Linked DNA regions of Anas platyrhynchos: region 2 is linked to region 1. The links are chromatin contacts, called in public Hi-C maps. All regions are on one chromosome and are shown on one strand. The core of a region is the stretch at or near the end of the contact, and the rest is flanking DNA. Distances in the headings are between cores, read along the strand shown.

Evidence for each region. Hi-C and Micro-C count contacts between places; a contact is called where the count stands out from the background.
Region 2: a contact with region 1 is called in a Hi-C map of liver, with 2.4 times the contacts expected there. The contact joins the promoter of DNTTIP2 here to the promoter of DR1 in region 1. A contact is called at or near these places in 2 of 8 Hi-C or Micro-C datasets (liver and skeletal muscle).

What each region holds. Positions count from the first base shown.
Region 1 is chr8:8,498,735-8,503,635 of IASCAAS_PekinDuck_T2T, forward strand. It overlaps DR1 (down-regulator of transcription 1), which reads left to right and starts at 1,958. Exons shown (of 3, transcript XM_005026565.6): 1 at 1,958-2,515. The coding sequence starts at 2,296. It overlaps LOC101801995 (retinol dehydrogenase 8), which reads left to right. Exons shown (of 6, transcript XM_021276937.4): 5 at 61-244; 6 at 1,142-1,525. The coding sequence ends at 1,375. LOC113844270 (a long non-coding RNA gene) reads right to left here and starts at 1,304. Exons shown (of 4, transcript XR_003498710.3): 1 at 1,176-1,304.
Region 2 is chr8:8,683,454-8,688,541 of IASCAAS_PekinDuck_T2T, forward strand. It overlaps DNTTIP2 (deoxynucleotidyltransferase terminal interacting protein 2), which reads right to left and starts at 2,213. Exons shown (of 7, transcript XM_027462911.3): 1 at 283-2,213. The coding sequence starts at 387. GCLM (glutamate-cysteine ligase modifier subunit) reads right to left here. Exons shown (of 7, transcript XM_027462629.3): 6 at 4,759-4,873; 7 at 2,630-3,018. The coding sequence ends at 2,849.

The DNA.
Region 1 (4,901 bases), core at 708-3,207:
AGAGGTGTGTTTCCCATGAGGAGAGTAGTCCGTAATCAGTATATCTTGGCTTTTGAATAGGTTAAGTCTGATTGAACCAGGCCCAGTGATTACAGAGTTTGAAAGAAAAGTGTTTGAAGATGGAATGAAAATGGATCTTTCAGCTGCAGATGAGGAAACAGCTGAGATGTTTACTAATATTTACCTTAAAAATTACAAACAAATTTTCCAGAGCCTGGGACAAAGTGCTGAGGATGTTGCAGAGGTAACCTACCAACAAATCTCTTCTCTTGTATATTTTTAATTTAAGAATGCACCAGTTGGTTGGTGATGTGTTTTTTTGTTTGTTTTTGTTTGTTTGTTTTGTAGAAGTGTTAAGATTTAAGTACATGGAATTTATGTAATTTAAAATAATTTTAAAAACCTTGAGAGAATTTCAAGTCTTAAACAAAACCAGTAAGAACATTAAAAGAATGTTCATTTTGCAATTTAAGACTATTGTGAACTGTAACTTACACGTGACTGGGGACACGGACCCAGTGAAGTCTGGGCATCCCACAGTGCTACCTTCTGTCTCTGCAGGGTTCCTACCTTTGGGAACCTTTGTTTAAAGCCTCTCTATCTCACTAATACTCCCTTCACTAATGCAAGGCTAATATGAAGTTCATTTGGCTACCGTACAACACCAAGGCATAATAGAAAATACCTGGACATAGTTCCTGGTGTTTAGGGCTGTCTGCAGGAAGGGGACAACAATTTCAGGTGCTGGCTACTACTGAGGAGCTTCAAGTGTCACCTGAAGCTTCCCTATCTTGCTGCAAAGCGCACTGTTCTGATCCTTTTCCAGTCAACAGTAAGAGAAAGTATCCACCTATTGTGGGCCCACAGGGATAACTTTGGAGGACTATGCAGGATACTTAAGTGTAAAGTGCTATCATCATGCTGTAGATGAACAGAATTAGGACCGTGAATAAGTACTTCTGGCTTTAACATTATTTTAAGAAAAAAAAATGTAATGACATTTTCATAAAACTACATGCAGCATTTTACACAGTTCTAAAACTTTATTCTTCCACTTTTCCTCTCCTTAGTTGAAAACTAAATGTTCAACTTACTATTTTGGTAAGGGTTCTTTAAAGATCTCATTTTTCTTTCTTGACAGCACACAGTAAAGATAATTCTTGCAGAAAACCCACCTTTTCGCCATCAGACCAACACCTTGTACACGCCGATGACAACTCTCAAATACGCAGATCCAAATGGAGATCTACCCATTGATATATTCTACAAAATGGTTTTTCATCATGACAAAATCTTCAGTGCAAGTCTTAACTTTATCAAATTGCTAAGGTGGAGAAGCAGAAAGAGCTTTGACCTAGGAAAACCCTCACAATAAGCACGAGATTGTGTAAACTGGAACATTGGTTGCAGTTACTATTTTGTTAAATGGCTTATGATTTGATGTAAGCTCCAAGATATTAACCTCAATGCATGTATCTTCAACTTTAGTTTGCCAGACCTTAAAATTAAAATCCTCTTAACTCTAGGTTTAGTCTGCTTTATAGAGATGTGTTTTCATGGAAACAAGCACTGACTGGTTCTCAAGTATTTAATATACGGAATATAATATATACATACAAAAAATAACCCGTGCTTCTTCACTGCTGACACTGTGCTGTGTGTGGGTCACTGCCTGCCTGTTCCTGCAGCAGCCCCGCAGCCGCAGCCCCGCGCTCGTTCCGGGCCCCTCCCCGGCGCCCCCCTGTCCGCGTCACGTGCCGCTCCCCTCAGCCCCCGGCCCGGCCCGGCCGCCCCACGTGACCCCGCCCCCCGCGGCGCCGCCGCTTCCGGCGCTGGGCGGGAAGGCCGGGAGGAGGCGGGAGGCGGAAGCGCGCTTCGGCTTCCGGCGGAAGCGCCGCCCCGCGCAGCCCGCAGTCAGAGCGTTTCCGCCTCGCGGCCGCCCTCAGCACCGGCCCGGCCGCCGCCGCCGGGGAGCGCAGCCGGGGGCGCGCAGCGCAGCGCAGCTCGGCCCGGCCCGGCCCTGCCCTGCCCAGCGGAGCGGGGCCCGCGTGGTGTTGCGGCCGCCCGCCCGCCGGCCGCTCCTGAGGCGGCGCCGCCGGCCCCCGAAGGATGTGGCGGAGGCGGCCGGGGCAGGCGCCGCGGCCGGAGGAGCGCTGAGCCCCGAGCCCCGCCGCGCCTCCCGGCCCGCCGCGCGCCGCTCGCCCAGCGCCGCCCCCGGCCCTTCCCCGCCCGCCGCCCCTCGCCGGGTCCCCCCGCGCTGGAGGCGAGGGGGAGCCCCTGAGCGCGGCAGCCAGCATGGCCTCCTCGTCGGGGAACGACGACGACCTGACCATCCCCCGGGCTGCCATCAACAAGATGATCAAGGAGACGCTGCCCAACGTCCGCGTGGCGAACGACGCCCGGGAGCTGGTGGTAAACTGCTGCACGGAGTTCATCCACCTCATCTCCTCCGAGGCCAACGAGATCTGCAACAAGTCCGAGAAGAAGACCATATCCCCCGAGCACGTCATACAAGGTGAGCCCCGGCGGCAGCCGGGCTTCGGGGCGCTCCTGGCCCCGCGCAGCTCTCTCCTCTGTGGCTTCTTGCATTGCGAGGGAAGGCTGGCTGTGTGGCTAGTGAGTGGTGAGCGTGCTTGGCATCAGCCCTTGTTTAGTGATTCAGAGGAGTCCGCGATTCTTTGGGAGAAGTCACTGCCTTCATAAACCTTTTTTGTAGCTGTGAAATAAGGTCTGCGTTTTGGAATGGCTGTGCAGGTTTATTTTACAGCAAGACCTGCACTTACTGAATGTTATTGGAGACTGACAAAAGAGACGCGATTGGATATGTGGGGTCCGGTTTCTAACCCAGAGCATTCCTGTCTGGACCTTACAAAGAGTAAAATATTTCCCCAGGGTTACCCACCAAGTATGATCATTTAATATTAATAATTCATATCTGATGGAGAGAGCACTTAAACGAGACATATTTCCTTGCATCTTTTTCAGCTGTTGCCTTCTATTTCCCATTGTTGAATTAAAATTTCCTCTTTGTGTCTTGTTTACTTTTTCTTTAATTTCTGCCCTAGTTAGGGAGTTTTCTTCCCTCATGGGTAAGTCTGCAGCAGGCATCTTTTGTCAGAAACCATTTGCTTTGTTTTTTAAGCGAAGATGGTTGAAGCCAGGGACTGCTGCAAACAAACTTGTAGCAATAATAGTGAAAGGGTGCTTCATTTCACTGCCTGGCTGAGCTGTAATCTGTAGTACTTGCAGTAGAGCTATTTCCAGGACTGTGAAGGTATCACGTCAGTCAAAAAAAAAAAAAGTTTCATTTTGTAATGGGCTGCTAGATTCCCTGTTTTAAAACAATCAGACAAAACAAAATTTGATTCCTATCAGCTTGCTTACCAGAAGTGTTTCAAGTACTTGACAAGGCTATGAACAGCAAAGAAGATATGGTGAGCTTTAATGTTAAATAAAAAGGATGTATACCTGGAAGCTTAGCAAAGCAGCTCTGTTACAGAAGCTCAGAGAGTGAAGAGTCAAGCAGGTGCCTGCACATGGAAATGTTCTTTGGGTGTGATGCTTCTCAATGCAGGGATAGTTTTTTCAAGTGATCCTTGAAAGTTTGGAGCTCAGTTCTTAACATGTGGGTAGAGGTAGTCTTTAAGGTTGAGCACAATAAAGAATTCCGGTATGGCAGTATTTTATGCTCAGTAAATGTGGTTCTTAGAAAACCTATTGCTGTCAGAGGATTATTGTTTTTTATTTATTTTGAAGACAAACTGAAATCAGAATGTCTATGTGTGTATCATCGGCAGGTGGTTTCCAACTGAGGATCTTGGTGAGCTTGTGTCTTTGTGTTATCTGACTTAGTAAAAGTTTGTTTCAGACTAGGTTTCTCCATTTTATTGAGATACTGCTGAAGAAAATTTCTTCCAGTACCTTCTTGTAGTGCTTCTGGAGGTGGGAGTTACTGTACCTGGACTTACTGCAGTCCTCACCTGTGGGGAGGTGTGTGTGCTGCTAGCTTGTGCCAGGTGCTGGTCAGTTAGCAGCTGGTACTTCTGTGAAGTATGAGGGTCTAGATTGTTAGGTGTGGAAACAGCAGAGATCTGTATATAGGGACAGCATTTCAGCACTTTTATTGATCTTCGTACATGCTAGGCACTTGCTCTTTTGACTGTCTTTTAGTGAAGCTTCATGACAGTGATGCTAACAAAGCCAGTAATTGAAATATGTTTGTGGTCATCAGGATGCCTCTGTCCTCTTAACTGTGTGAGCCAATTCCATTACAGGTGAAGTGAGGCTAATGGGTATCACATCGCAGCTAACTGGCTGCTGCCAAAAGGAGTCTCTTTGCACCCTCCCTGGAGCTGACTCCAGCAACCTCTGATCCGACTGCCCCTGTGGCTTTTGGAGGGGCTGGAGGCGGGACGGGAACCACGTTCTGTTGGGTGAGATCATGGATCTGGCTGTTCTGTAAACAAGCCGTTGCTGGGTGGTGAGCAGGAAGGGTATTTCACTGGGCAGGAGGAAGGGGAAAGAGACCCCTTTGCAGCTGGTGACACCCTGCTGCTGGGCAGTGTTAGAGGTAGTGTGAAACTGCAACTCCGTTGCTGTAATTACGGGTTTGGCAGCAGTGGTACTTAAACCACCCCTTCCTTTGCACTAGTGAAAGTGGCTGTGTGGCCACTGGCTGGGCTAGGGCTCTTCCCCCTGCCAGCAGCTTCTGATTCAGATGGAGGAAGTCCATGCCATGTTCCATTGTGTGGTAGTGCAAACACAGGGCTGGCACAGTGCCTACGAGCAGCACAGAGAAAGGAAAGCAGAGGCTCCTTGCATCCCTTGGGAGGTCTGACTCTGTAGATGGACTCAGGCTATGCCGGGCACTCGCTCCTAGTGATAAAATGTGCAGCTGCTTC
Region 2 (5,088 bases), core at 963-3,462, 180 kb after region 1:
CGTAGAAAAAACTCGGAAAAAGCATTGTGCAGCAGCAGGATCTTCCCGAAGCATAACATAACGTCGGATCACCATAAAACATGCTATCTGAGCGGTCAATATTGACAGCATCGTGCCCGCGTCTCGTGAAAAAGCTCCAGACAGGCGCTCAGCTCACAGCAAGGGAAGGGGGGCAGAGGGAAGATGGCTGCCGCAGCACCGCGCCTCACGCCGCAGCCCGCCCGCCGGAGCTCGGGGCCGCCGCCCGCCCTCTCTCCCTCCCGGCCCAGCCCCCACCCTCACCTCCGCCGCCCCGGCGGGCCGGGGCCCGGGGGTGCTGCCGGTGTCTCCAGCCGCCGCCGGCGGCGCCTGTCCCCGCCGCCTCGCTGCCTGCCTGGTGGCCACCATCTTGGCCGCGCCGTGCCCAGCCCCTTCCGGAGCGGCCGGCAGCGGCAGGGAGCTCGGCCCCCTGCGGGACAGCGCCGCTGAAGCAGCCAAACGCCAGAAAGTGGCGGAGCAGCCGCAGGGCCGGGTCCGCCTGGCACGAAAAGGCACCGGAAAGGAACCCGGGGGCTTCTGTGTTCACCTTCAGCTCTGGTTAAGGAGTGGTGCAAGAATAGGGTCTAGGCAAGCGTAGAGAAGGATGGGAAACCACAACGTTAGTTAACGGATCTTCACTAATGACAACGGTGGTGGTGGTTTTTTGTCCCCCCCCCCCCTGTATCCAGTATATTAAATCTGTGAACGTGGCATCTTCAGATGATCAAAGCACGCAGCAGGCAGTGCCCCTTCTGTTACATAAAGGCTGAGGTGTGCCATTTTACAGGGAAATCCTCAAGCATAAAAACACAGTTAAGACCATTTCATGACAAAGTCTCAGTGTAAAATACTATTATCAACATAAAGTTATACATAGCATAAAAGCCTACAATTTTTAATTCAATTTTGCCAATTTCCCACCTTGATACACAAATAATGAAAACCCGATAAATTGTTATGCACTTAGCGCCACTACAAAAATAATATTGTGTCTTCAAAAGTACTTTTCTACAGCGAAATACCTGTTAACAGCTTATAGTCAGGAAAAAAATATTTTTTCCATTAGGGCAACCTGAACATTATTTTAGCACAATTCTAATTTTATGGAATTTCAGTGTATAAAACTGAACACACATGCAAGTCTAATAGCATACAGAATGTCAACAGTCAAATTACAGTGGTTAATCAGCAGCAGCACTCGTCTCAGAGCTAGTACAGAAATTTAAAATGCAACTCCTTTTCAAAATCTGATACACGCTAACCCGACATAAAAAAAACATACATTTTGATTAGGAGAAAAAAATAAACATTTTATTGGTACATTACTAGTTCTAGTTCTCTCCCTCTTATTTATCAAAACAATTGAAGTAATTCATGAGAATTTCCTAGAGTTTGCCACATACAGATAAGATGATTAAGGACTCAAAGGTATCTTTATTAAAATTTGTATTTTAACTTAGTGGAATGGTTTATAGTAAGCTAATATTTCTAGACAGTGCCTAAAAGCATTCAAATTCTACTAGCTGCTGCACAACAGAATTTAAAAGACGTTGGTGAAGATTTATTTCCTTACAGTCTGAAGCTCAAAATATGTACAAATAAGTTACCCACTAACAGTATAAAGCCCTACTCCTACCTGAAATCAAAAGGAAAAGGAGTATTTGATTTTAGACACTTAGAGCCCATGCTGAAATACAGTTTGAGCTTCTGTAATATAGTCTGATTAAAACGCTAAGCAAATTAAAAGGCATTTTCAATAGAAAGACTATTTTTAAACCAGAAGCCTTGCCTTAGCTGCAGCAATCTCCCCAAGATACCAAAGCCAGTGCATTAAGCTACTGCCAAACAGAAATATACCTAAGTTTAACGAACCCTTGCTAGCATCATTTCTGAATGGCACTCAAGCAAGGAAGTTTCCTAGGCAACCCCAAAATAATAATCCATTTTACATGATCATGCAGCAAACATGTTCTCACTCGACTGATTCCAATTGCGTAGTTTCCAAGTATCAAAAAAAAACAAAAAGATAACACCAAACAGCTGAGGACACGCCAGGTACAATTTGAATTCTGATTAACAGATTTCTCATCATTTGTTTCCAGTTCTTATTTTAAACACTCACACAATAAAACGTTTTCTATTTCAAACTGTAAAGATGTCATCACTTGTGCAAACACTAAAACAATATTGAGGCACAAAGAAGCCAGAAGGAATTCAAGTAATAGAAAGTAATTTGGAAGATGCGTCTTTTCTAAATCAGAGGTCTCTTACACAGTATTAAAAATAAACCAATTTTCCCATCCACACAAATTAAATAGCTGATTTACCTGTACATACACATGAAGTAACAAGATAGTTTATTTTTTTCAGAATATTTTTTCATGAAATATGACAATTTTCTATAAAAACTAGTCCTTGAATGCTTTAAATCTAGGTACCTACCATATCAATAACTATTATTTAATAGAAATTAAATTTTAAAAATATATCTGTTTCTCTATACTACCTAATGGTAGCTAAAATATGGTAACTTTTACAGTGAACTGGTCATACAAAGAAATATTTTGAACTGTTTCTTATAGATCATTTCAATTAAAAACAATAAACCCAAAATATTTCATATTTTTAATGAACTGGTTAATAGGTTAAGAAAGAAAAATAGTGTTAGAACACTGCAGACACTCCTGCTAACATCACACTGAATAATTACAACTTTTGGTCTTTGTTATAAATGCTGTAAAAATCTCTCTAGGAAAAAACAATGTTCCCCCATCCCCAAGAAATTAAAACAGTAGGCCATTTCAAAGAAGAAAAAAAGGATGAGAGTGTTTTAAGAGGCAATTCTTTTAGCTTGCATGATATAGCCTTTGGACTTGATAATTCCTCTGCTTTTAACAATGACTGAATATCGGAGAATCCATAAAGGAATCCATTCGTGTGCTTTGACGTTCTGGATGCTTTCCTGAAGAACTTCTCGGAAGCTTGCTTCACAAAGTAATTCTGAAGTTAAAAAGGGATATTCATGCTTTAAACAATGTCATGTAAACAGCTGCAAAAAGCAACACTTAGTAAGAGAAGCTTTTGCCTACAGTCAAAAATCTTAAGCAGTGCTAGATACTCCACAGATCCACTCTTCCAGAATGCATGCAAGGTAAAAGCTGTTGAACATTACAGAAGAAATCTTCATGACAAGTTTTTTTGTTGTTGTTTTTTCAACACTGAGTATTTCCCACAGAACTAATAAACTGAGATTTCTACAATATCAAACGGACTTGATCAGCAGAGCTATTAGCAGGAAAACAGCAAAAATTAAAATTGAGAAGCTAGCCAGACAAACGAGAAGAGAACAAAGCGTAAGTCTGAAATCAGCAAAGTACTGAGTTACTTCCGCAGTCACGGGAAGCTCAACATTTATAGCATCTCCCATAACTGGGCTCATAATAAGCAAAAGCCAAGAAAGCATTAAGAAAAATAAGGCTTAAATGCCACAAGGCAGAAAAGGAAGGCAAATACAATTTTTCCTAGTTTCCTCTGGAAAGTCAGTCAAGGCAACAATCTTTGTAGAGGAGTGCTCCCAAAAGATAGTCTCAATGCTCTTCAGCTGACCAAGACAGAAAAATAATGCTTAGCAAACAATGCATGTGGGAATGACTCCTTGCTTTGTTTTCAATTTAACTCCTCTTCTTCATTTCATGACTCTTGATAGGCAGTATTTATGAAATTGCAGGCTTTGTTTTGGACATAGAATCTAACAAATATAATAGCAATTCATCTTATAGGCTGCTACATATTCAAGCACTGATGGAATTAATTAGCTATGACAATGATAAAGTAAAACATGGTACTTAATAAACAGCATTTCATACATTTTTTTCTTTGTTGGGGAGGATGTTAAAACAGGAGAAGAAAAGAAAAGTATGGTCATCATGAATAGCCGGTCATAAGGAAGAGTACAGAGAAGAAATAAACTAAGTATTGTTTAAGACCTCTGGCTTACAGCTCCAGCAAGATATTTAAGGCATCATTACAGTGAGGATGATAAGTTTTGAGAGAAACAAATGCAATATCCCAGAATATTCTAGTGAGCTGATAACTCGGAGTTCAAGAGTCTATAGGAAGTCTAACAGTCCTTCAATCATTTCATAGATGAATCACTGCACTAAACAACTAAAGAATTTACACCAACTCTCTTTGTAATAACAAGTCATCACTATTTTGAGAGACTCCTGCTTGAAGTTTATAATTTAATGTCTACCATTACCCCCCCCAAAAAAAATCAACTGACCATTGACATTTTTATACAAGTTTTTTGACAGAAAAATTCCAGGCAAGTGAACTTTCACTTGTCATTTACTGTTCTTCATCAATACAACTGTCATTTTGTTCTATGACTTATAGAAATAATCTATTTTTGAAAAATACATTGCAAAAATCTCTCAGTTCTTTATTCTTCTATTTACTTCATTTTCTCTGATTAAAACTATCTCAAAATACTATACCAGGCTGGGAGACTGCCTCCCAACCCCTTCCCTTCCTGGAAGGGAAAGCAAGAACTTAATAGAAATATTTTATGAAGGTGAAACTTCTAAAAGTTCAGGACTCAAATGTAACGAAATTTAGAGTTCAGAGAAAGATCGTTCCTGATGTTGTACTGAATAAATGCATTTAGAAGTCTTCTGTTATCATGAAGTGTCTGAGCACTTCAGAAGTTTTCTGTTAACTTGTTCAGACAAGCCTTACCTTTTGGGTCATTGTGAGTTAGCAGCTGTATGTCAAACTGCTTTGCAAATGCTGTGAGATCAGGTGGCATCACACAACAGGAAGCTAGGTTCACCTGATTACTACTTGGTTTCACCTGAAAGTAACAGAATGCTTTTTTAAGGAAAAACATTAGTTTAGTTGTTTGCCCCATGCCCTCTATTACAACAGAAATACCGCTTTTAACAATTGCCTTTGACCATCGTTCTGAGGTCTGGACAAGGATAACTAATTCTGCATGTTGCTGAACAGGCAACTCCTACACATGCAATTTGCTGCAGCATAGGATCCAAAACAAGAATAAGATCTAAC